2 separate regions of the Anas platyrhynchos genome follow, and region 1 is linked to region 2. Evidence: chromatin contacts called from public Hi-C data. All regions are on one chromosome and are shown on one strand. Each heading gives the region's core, a stretch centred on a gene start, on an enhancer-like site or on the middle of the called end of the contact. The rest is flanking DNA. Distances are from core to core; before and after follow the strand shown. Region 1 overlaps ADAM19 (ADAM metallopeptidase domain 19). Region 2 holds the start of ITK (IL2 inducible T cell kinase).

Region 1 (4,002 bases), core at 289-2,788, 110 kb after region 2:
CACCATAAACATCTATGTGTCAAGGTGACACACCATAACATTTTCTGGTCACCCTTCATTTCTTTGTGCTTGCTGGCAATAGCCAGACAGTTCAGGTTTTGGAGAAGGATGCATGTGTGTGCACTAAACTTGCTTTGGAGTGACGGATTGCTTGGTAGGACACAGGGGGAAGCACAAACTGAGAGATGAAGGCCTGAGACAGTCTTTCAGGAAAAAAGATAGGAAAACTTGACTTTATAACAGTGAAGAACATCAAGCAGACCCACCTCATTCTGCATTTCTAGTTCTTCCTCCCCTAAGCCCCCTGCATTTCCCAGTGAGACCCAGTAAGCCAGACTCACCCAATTGCAGAAGCCATGATGCAGCCTCCATCCTCCGCACGGGTAGCACAGCAGCCAGCAGAATCGTGATTCATGCCAAAGTTGTGTCCCATCTCATGGGCAATGGTAGCAGCAACACCAATGGCATTATCAGAGTGGTCCTGTGCAAGGTCAAAGAGGCAAGTCAGCGTTTTACCTGTGCCTGTCCCATGCACCTCGGGGTCATTTCTCAATGCTACTTGTAGAAAACATCTGCTGAAGGTATTTCTGCCTGTGAGCAGGTGAGCTACAGGCCTTCAGAGGAAATATTTTATTCCTGGGATTTAGGAGGCACCTGTTGCATATATTCACTGCTGGCAAGAAACATCACATTAGGCATTAGCAATAACTTACCATGTTCACTCCTCCTGACTGGTAATGAGAGCACATGGACATCACGGGAGCCAAGCCTACTGTGGTACCTTGGAAGGACACACCCCTAAAATCAACCCAGAAAGAGCATGAAATGGCACTGAGGCAACCTGCAGTCCCAAGATTTGTACACATACTGTGTCTGAATACATTTTCTTTAGTAATATCTTCAGGTACAAAACATTAGACCAGAGGTATAAAGCCTTAGGCCTTAAATTTCTTGGACTGGTCCTTTATTTTATGGACCTGCCAGCCAATCTTATTTTTCGTAATGGTCTAGTGCCAAAAAGTGTCCTCTGCTGAGCTTTGCAGCAGGTACAGAAAAGACTATTTCTGAATCCTTAATTGGGTACTAATTGTGAATATTTCATTTACCCTATGCCTGCTATTTGCTGGCTTGGGATTCAGGGACATGACAGAGCTTGGTGACACCCCCATGGTGCAGCCGTGCTCAGCTCCTGCCTGGCAAGCTGGAAATCTGCACTGGCCCTGCCAGTGTCTGATGCAGGAGCCCTGTTATTACTGTGCAGGACATCACTGCATCAAGAAGAAATATAGAAATGTTAAAGGGGAAAAAAAAAAAAAAAAAAAAAAAAAAAAAAAAAAAAAAAAAAAAAGGAGGAGAGGTGTTGTATCTCTGCGTTTTGCTCCCACAGGCTCCATCTTTGAATTTGCTCATCAGTGAATTACTATGGGAGAGGCAAGAAGGTCTAAGACTTGCTGCAGATTTTTCTTCTAATGACTTCTGCATTGCTGGCCACAGTTACTGGCCCTAATGAGATCAGAGGGATGAGTCACAGACCATCAGCTCCCAGCACCATGGCTGCTGTGTCTCAGCACAGTGAGCTAGGAACAAATGCCTTCTGCAAAGGGCTTAGCTCCCCTTCACAGGCCTCGCTTATGGCTCAGAATTTCTTGAAATAGCATGTGTAGCTGTGACAGACCATGTGCAGCTGCTTGTGATATGCATACATAAAACTGATGCACACTGATACACGTGCATTGAGATTGCCATATACCCGGAGACCCACACTTTTCCTAAAGTCATTGTGCTCTGGGTGCCATCGCTGGTGGAGCAGCCACTACCTAAATCTGCCTCGCTGAAGCTTAGAACAATATAATCCAAGATAATGATTTCCCACCCACACAACCCACTTTCAGAACCGGGTTATTTCAGAAGAAATACACCTACGTGACTAGTTGGACATTATCGTATTTTCTGTACACCCGCTCCTTGTTACTCCAGGCCAGAAAGGAATTCAGGGTGGAGTAGGGATTCTCAGTTACATCGCATCTGTTCCCTTGATTCCAGATCTCCAGCCCCACCAAGGCAATACGGATATTCAGGGACCTGTAAAACTGACAGATACAGGAGGGAAAAGAGAGGACAAAATGAGCACCACTAATTTATTTTATTGCCTTTTAAACCTTGTGTATAAACACTGGTAAATGCTACTACCGAAAGAAACACATGATCAGAGATGTTCTCTCTGGAAATGCATTGTAACTTAGCTCCATGACTCTGCAGAATGAAAAGAAGTGCACCACCCACAAGACTAAATTGGGTTGGACTAGAGATGCTAAACATTCATTTTCTTAATGAATGATAGAGATATCATCTAGGAAAAAAAAAAAAAAAAAAAAAAAGAGAGAAAAAAGAGAAACAAAGACTGGAGACTGACAGACTGACATCATGTTAATCTTTAGATATGTCAAAATTCCTCCAAAAGGAAGGAAATAATCTGCTGCCCACATCAAGTACAAACAGGACAAGTCTTCCTGGGCAGGGAGCAGTGGAAGGAGTTTAAGGAGAGATGGGGAGTACGAAGAGGGTAGATCTGAAAAGCAGTGATGTTTACTTCAACAGCACTGTGTACCACTGCAAGGATGACCTCTGAAGGCTCCTACTTGCCAATATTTCTACAAGTTGAAGTGAATACCTTAGTCCTTTACCAAAAAGGAGTGTTTAGGTGACACAGTTAATACAGAGATGCATTAAAATAAAGAGATGCTCCTGCTGGCTTCATGTTAAGGAAAGGAGACTCCCCCACCCCATCCCCAGTGTCCAACAACAGAACAATTGGGAAAACAGTCTCCACTCCCCAAGTCTCTGGGGAGAACTAGCAAAACATTACTCTCTCTCCCAAGAAGACAGCCTTCCTCTGCCACAATCAATTCTCATAATTGGCAATCTGAGCTTTGTCTTCCTTAGATCTTGCACACCTGATCTCACCTTATCTACGTAATTAGCAGCCTCCACTAGTTTAAGCCTTGTTGCTCCAATGTTGAAGTGATGCTTCTGAAACTGAATAAAATGGACATGTCAGCAGCACGAAGAGAACTAGGAAGAGATGAAATGTGTTAAAACATATCACATTATTTTGAGAATTAGAAGATGATGCCCAAATCCTTCCTTCACTGTACATCTCCCTATAAACCCACCTGTACATGCAAATTCAGAATTCATCCCTGGCATCCCACGGCAGGGATGTTTTTCCAGTGGTGGTAGGAACTGAGTGGAGCAACCCAAAGTCATCAAAAAAAATCAACATTTTTTAGGTAGAATATATGGTAACATCCAGGAAGAAGAAATTTGCCTATTTAAGCCACACAGTAATTAATGGTTTAATTTTAGTGAACAGTGTTTGATTCAAGGAATTAGTGTTGCAAAAGGTTGAGATTTTTATTAAGGAGACTGAAAAAGCTAGGACTTTTCTCCTAGCAAGGGATGCAATAAAATAAGGGCAGTTCACAGCTACACTGCGAGGGTGCCTACCCCAGCTTGTCTAATGAAATGGTCAACAGCATATGGCAGTTCCTGGGTATGATGTGTTTTCTCATACTTTCTCTGGCACCCTGCTGCCTTATAGAGGAGACTGAAATGGCTTCTGCTCTCTGGTTTTGTTCAGAATAAATTATAGCCCAGAGCAGTACGTGGCTTTCACTGCTGGAGTTTCATGTTGTAAATTATAAATAGGATCAGCTCGACTCCTGTCTGTGCTGGAGATTAAATGATCAACGAAACACTGCACAGTTTGCACTGTCAGTAAGTACATCTGGCATGCAGTCCAGGCTGGGCACGGGGGAGGGATTGCTGGCTTCAGTGGGTCTCTTCCAGCCCTATTCTATCACCTGGAGCCTTTGAAACACCTATTTCTATCTCTGCCAAGAGCTCAAAGCAGAGGGTAATCTTGGTTATCTTCTCTAGAGATGAAATAGAGACACACATCATTGCTAGACACCCCCAGGTGACCCAAGGCTGAAGGCAGTC
Region 2 (3,967 bases), core at 639-3,138:
CCTAGTCTATGAACAGGTAGGAAATCCTCCTAGGCAGCAATGATGAGTTTTTAGGGGACTGCAAACTTGTGTCATCTTTCTTGTTCAACCACAAGGGTTCCTTGGAACTCAGTCACTACTCAGAAATGAAACATTGCTTCACTAGACTTGCGTGTAACGTTTCAACCCATGCTGTGGCTCTTCTGCAAGACCACCAGAAAGGGGTATACGTAGGGGCGTACTGTGCAACAGCTCACTTTTCTCCATTTCTGTTCCATGATACAGCGTGACCTTTAGCAAATTCTCTATCGAACCTATGTATCAAATGCTATCTTTAAATTGTATTTTTACAGTAAATATTGGTTCTCAACTGGCATTGAACAAAATTGATAAGGGATTTCTGAGGATCCCTAGAACATTCTGCCTAAAGAAATGCTAAATATAGCATCAAACAGCAAAGAAGCAATTTGTTACCTCGTGGGTGTGTTGTTTTTTTTCTTTTTGGTTTGGTTTGGTTTTTGTTTTCTTGAAGACTAATAAACAGTATATTCTATTGAGAAATACGGTTTCTAAGTGTGTATCCAGTATATTTTTTTCACACAAACTGAATTTAAAATAATAAAAAATAAATTAAAGAATAAAATAAAATAATCTTCTTTGTTTTTTTCAAGGAACTCTAAAAATACATCAGGATTAGGAAGACCTCTACTTATGCCCTGATGCTACTGGAAACCAAAGCAAAAGTCAGCACTGGTAAATGATCTAGACTACAACAGCTTTCAAAAATGCCTAGTTGATGAAAATGTTTGTCTTGTAGTTTCCCCACATCCCACTAGACCCCACGTCTCCAATCCTCAGTAGCTTCAACAACACAATTATGCATCTCTAGTACATACATACAATATTAAAAATGGAAGGGCAGAAGGAAATGGAATGCATTTCTTTTAAAACATAACAGTGCTGTCATACTGAGCATTAGTGCAAATTCATTATTATTATTATTATTATTATTATTATTACTATTATATATTTAGCCTGGTGCAAACTACCCTGAATGGTGCCCTGAAGTCCTGAGGAAACCAGTTACATTGCTTTTGATGTTTGTGCTCGCTTTGCTGCTGATTATAGGGGTCTTGATTACATCTGCAGAGGGCACGTTATGCCTCTGCTTCCTGGAACATCTATACACAGATTAATTAGAGAGCACCGGTAGCAGACAATAATCAGTGAATAGTAACGTATGACAATTAGTTAGTTATAATTTATTGTAACCAATTGTTTTCCATTTAAATGTCTAATGACTACAAATATTTAGCAATTCTTATACAAGTAAATCCTGGTTATTGTTTTCATTTAGATAGTATGCTCAGTTGCTGCCTTTTGCTTTTGCTTGCGGAGTAGGAACTTTCATGTTATGTGGCAAATTTCCTTGGAACACTTTGTATGAAATCTCTGAGACACAAAGGCAACTGTTAAATACTCTAAATGGGAAGGCACGATTCCTTCAATAACCAATATGGATACATGACCTACTTCTAAGAGGGCCAGAGACACTCATCCTATATATCCATGCTCAGTATGTGCATTTATAACTGTATTTACTAAATGGCCAAGTCGGAGACAGATGCTTCATCATGCCACACCCCTTTAATTAATCCTTAATCACTGATTTACTTTTATCGAATGTCCCTCAAGTGTTATTTTTTCCACAACATTTGCCCTAGAGTGTATTTCGCATGTGCTGTTCGTTTTATGACTTCAGAGAGGATGTGGTTATGGTTTGACAGAAAGGAAGCTTTGCTGTAGATGGGAAGATAAAGCTTAAAGTACCTACGCTGCCTTTAGAAGAACACCTTTTTTTTTTTTTTTTTAAAAAAAAAAAAAAAAAAAAAAACTTAACTGCCTTCCTTATTGTGTCTCTTTCTTGGACGGGTGCTCAGCTCACAGGGCAGGCATCCCATGTCCCAGGAGAGGACCATTCTTGGCCCAACCATGAATAACTGTGTGCTCCTGGAGGAACAGCTGATCAAAAAATCCCAGCAGAAGAGAAGGACATCGCCCTCCAACTTTAAAGTGCGCTTCTTTGTCTTAACCAAATCTAAGCTGGCTTACTATGAACATCGCCATGGGGTATGTCAGCCATTTTCTTTGTCATAGTAGAATAACGGAGGGAAGGGTGAACTCTTTCTTAAACTTTATTAATTTACCATTTCTGGGTTTTGTTTTAGCACCACTCACCGAAATGTGTAGAGTGGTCGGATGGGTCCTTACAAACTTCTGGTCAGTGAGCATTTGGTGCATATGGGGGAATAAGACTAACTTGTTATCTTATAGAAAGTACATAATTTTGTTGTAGGAATTTAGCATGTTCTGTTAAAATCGATGTGTTTGACAGCTGCATGAGCCTGCCCCTTGCTGCCTGTGTGGGTACGGGAGTGACCTCCGGTGTGGTATTGCAGAGACTAAACTATGTCTAGCCACGTCTTCACTCTCCTTCTTTTCTTTAGGGCAACAGACTGATGGTTGGTAGACCAGTCTTACAATTCAGAACAAATTCAGCTGCCATTCAGGTCTACTCTTCCAAGTTAGTTTCAAAAGGGATGTGATGATGAGATCCATGCTCAGACTAGGCCTTGTTTCCCCAGGCTTGCATTACCTAATTTGCAAAATACGAAGAAAATTAAAAGTCAATCTATGCACCACATTGTGCTAAGTGTTCTAGTGAAGAGAGGATTATTTCCCTCTTGTGCTTAGCTGGATGTTTGCTGAGCCTTATCATGGTTGTAAATAATATTGCTTGTTTTCTAACAGTCACTTAACATGCTGTTAATCCATTATGTTTAGGTGCTATTATTATACACAGACCAGTGCTGGGGATCTTGTTGTGTTGCTATCCAGTGTTGGCACCTTCAGATCATCTGATCTGATCTTGTTTAGAAAAAGAAAATTAAGTTAAAACTGAACCCAACGAGAAAAGCAAGGTATAATGTGTCCTTGTATGGTATCATTCCCCTGTTGAAATTCTATACCAGCTTCAAGGTTTAACAGTCATTTTTACTTGTAAGCTATTTCTCTGAAATGTGTTCAACAAAATGTTTTTCTTGCTTTTATTTTATAGCCAGTGTTATTCTTACCTTCATATTTAAATAGGAAAATATTTGTTGTTGCCCAGTGTGTCTGTATTTAGTCTGAGAGTCTATTTGACTGCTATCCAAGCTATCTTTCGGCTGTCATTATGTTAAGATTTTAAATTCTACTATAACTATTCAGTTGATTAATCTGGTTAAAATTTTCAAGTTTCATCTGAGTGATTCTGCTGTAGGCATTTACAGAAATTTTCATACCTAGGGTTTTTTTTGATGCTTGCTGAGTCTTGATGGACTTGAGAAGGACTCAACATACACTTTGCCTAGATAGCTTTGTGGAACCACGCTAGGTGTTTGCATCTTTAGTCACTTAAATAGTTTGGAAAATCTGACTTGGCGGCTTTCAGTGGGGCATATATTTCATATGCAACATGACTGTCTTTGGAAATTTTATCCTCTAGTCTTCCTAAAGGTCAATTAGGCCACTCAAGAACATCTTAAAATACCTGTGAAGTAAACATTTAAGAAGCTTTCAAAGGCACATTAGTACACTACACATACAAAATCTGAATGGACACCAAGTGACAGCTGACAAATACCTTTGTACATATGTGTATGCAGTATTTCTGAAAATTTGATCTCCAAAGTCAGACAACAGTGGGCCAAATCTTTAGGTGTGGCAAAATTCCAAAGTACAGTGACATCAAAATTAAGCTATGAAAAATTGGACCACATAAGGGTTTGTTGTATTACGTAGTTTACCTCATATATTATCTATTATAAACATTCACATGTACATATGTGTAAATATATAAAAACAGACTTTTTTTCTGAACTGTCAAAAGCAGGTCATTACATGAATAGAAGGACTTCATATCAAATGAGGAGAAAAGACTTTGTCC

Evidence for each region. Hi-C and Micro-C count contacts between places; a contact is called where the count stands out from the background.
Region 1: a contact with region 2 is called in a Hi-C map of liver, with 2.0 times the contacts expected there. The contact joins the enhancer-like site here to the promoter of ITK in region 2. A contact is called at or near these places in 2 of 8 Hi-C or Micro-C datasets (liver and skeletal muscle).

The regions. Positions count from the first base shown.
Region 1 is chr14:7,861,878-7,865,879 of IASCAAS_PekinDuck_T2T, forward strand. It overlaps ADAM19 (ADAM metallopeptidase domain 19), which reads right to left. Exons shown (of 23, transcript XM_038186297.2): 8 at 2,965-3,036; 9 at 1,924-2,090; 10 at 714-798; 11 at 342-481. Among named protein-coding and RNA genes, the nearest start is that of ADAM19, 18 kb to the right of the region's middle. Within about 2 kb of position 1,539, at least 1 of the 8 cell types and tissues checked has an H3K27ac peak or open chromatin away from gene starts, as enhancers often do.
Region 2 is chr14:7,747,526-7,751,492 of IASCAAS_PekinDuck_T2T, forward strand. ITK (IL2 inducible T cell kinase) reads left to right here and starts at 1,889. Exons shown (of 17, transcript XM_005029903.6): 1 at 1,889-2,109. The coding sequence starts at 1,939.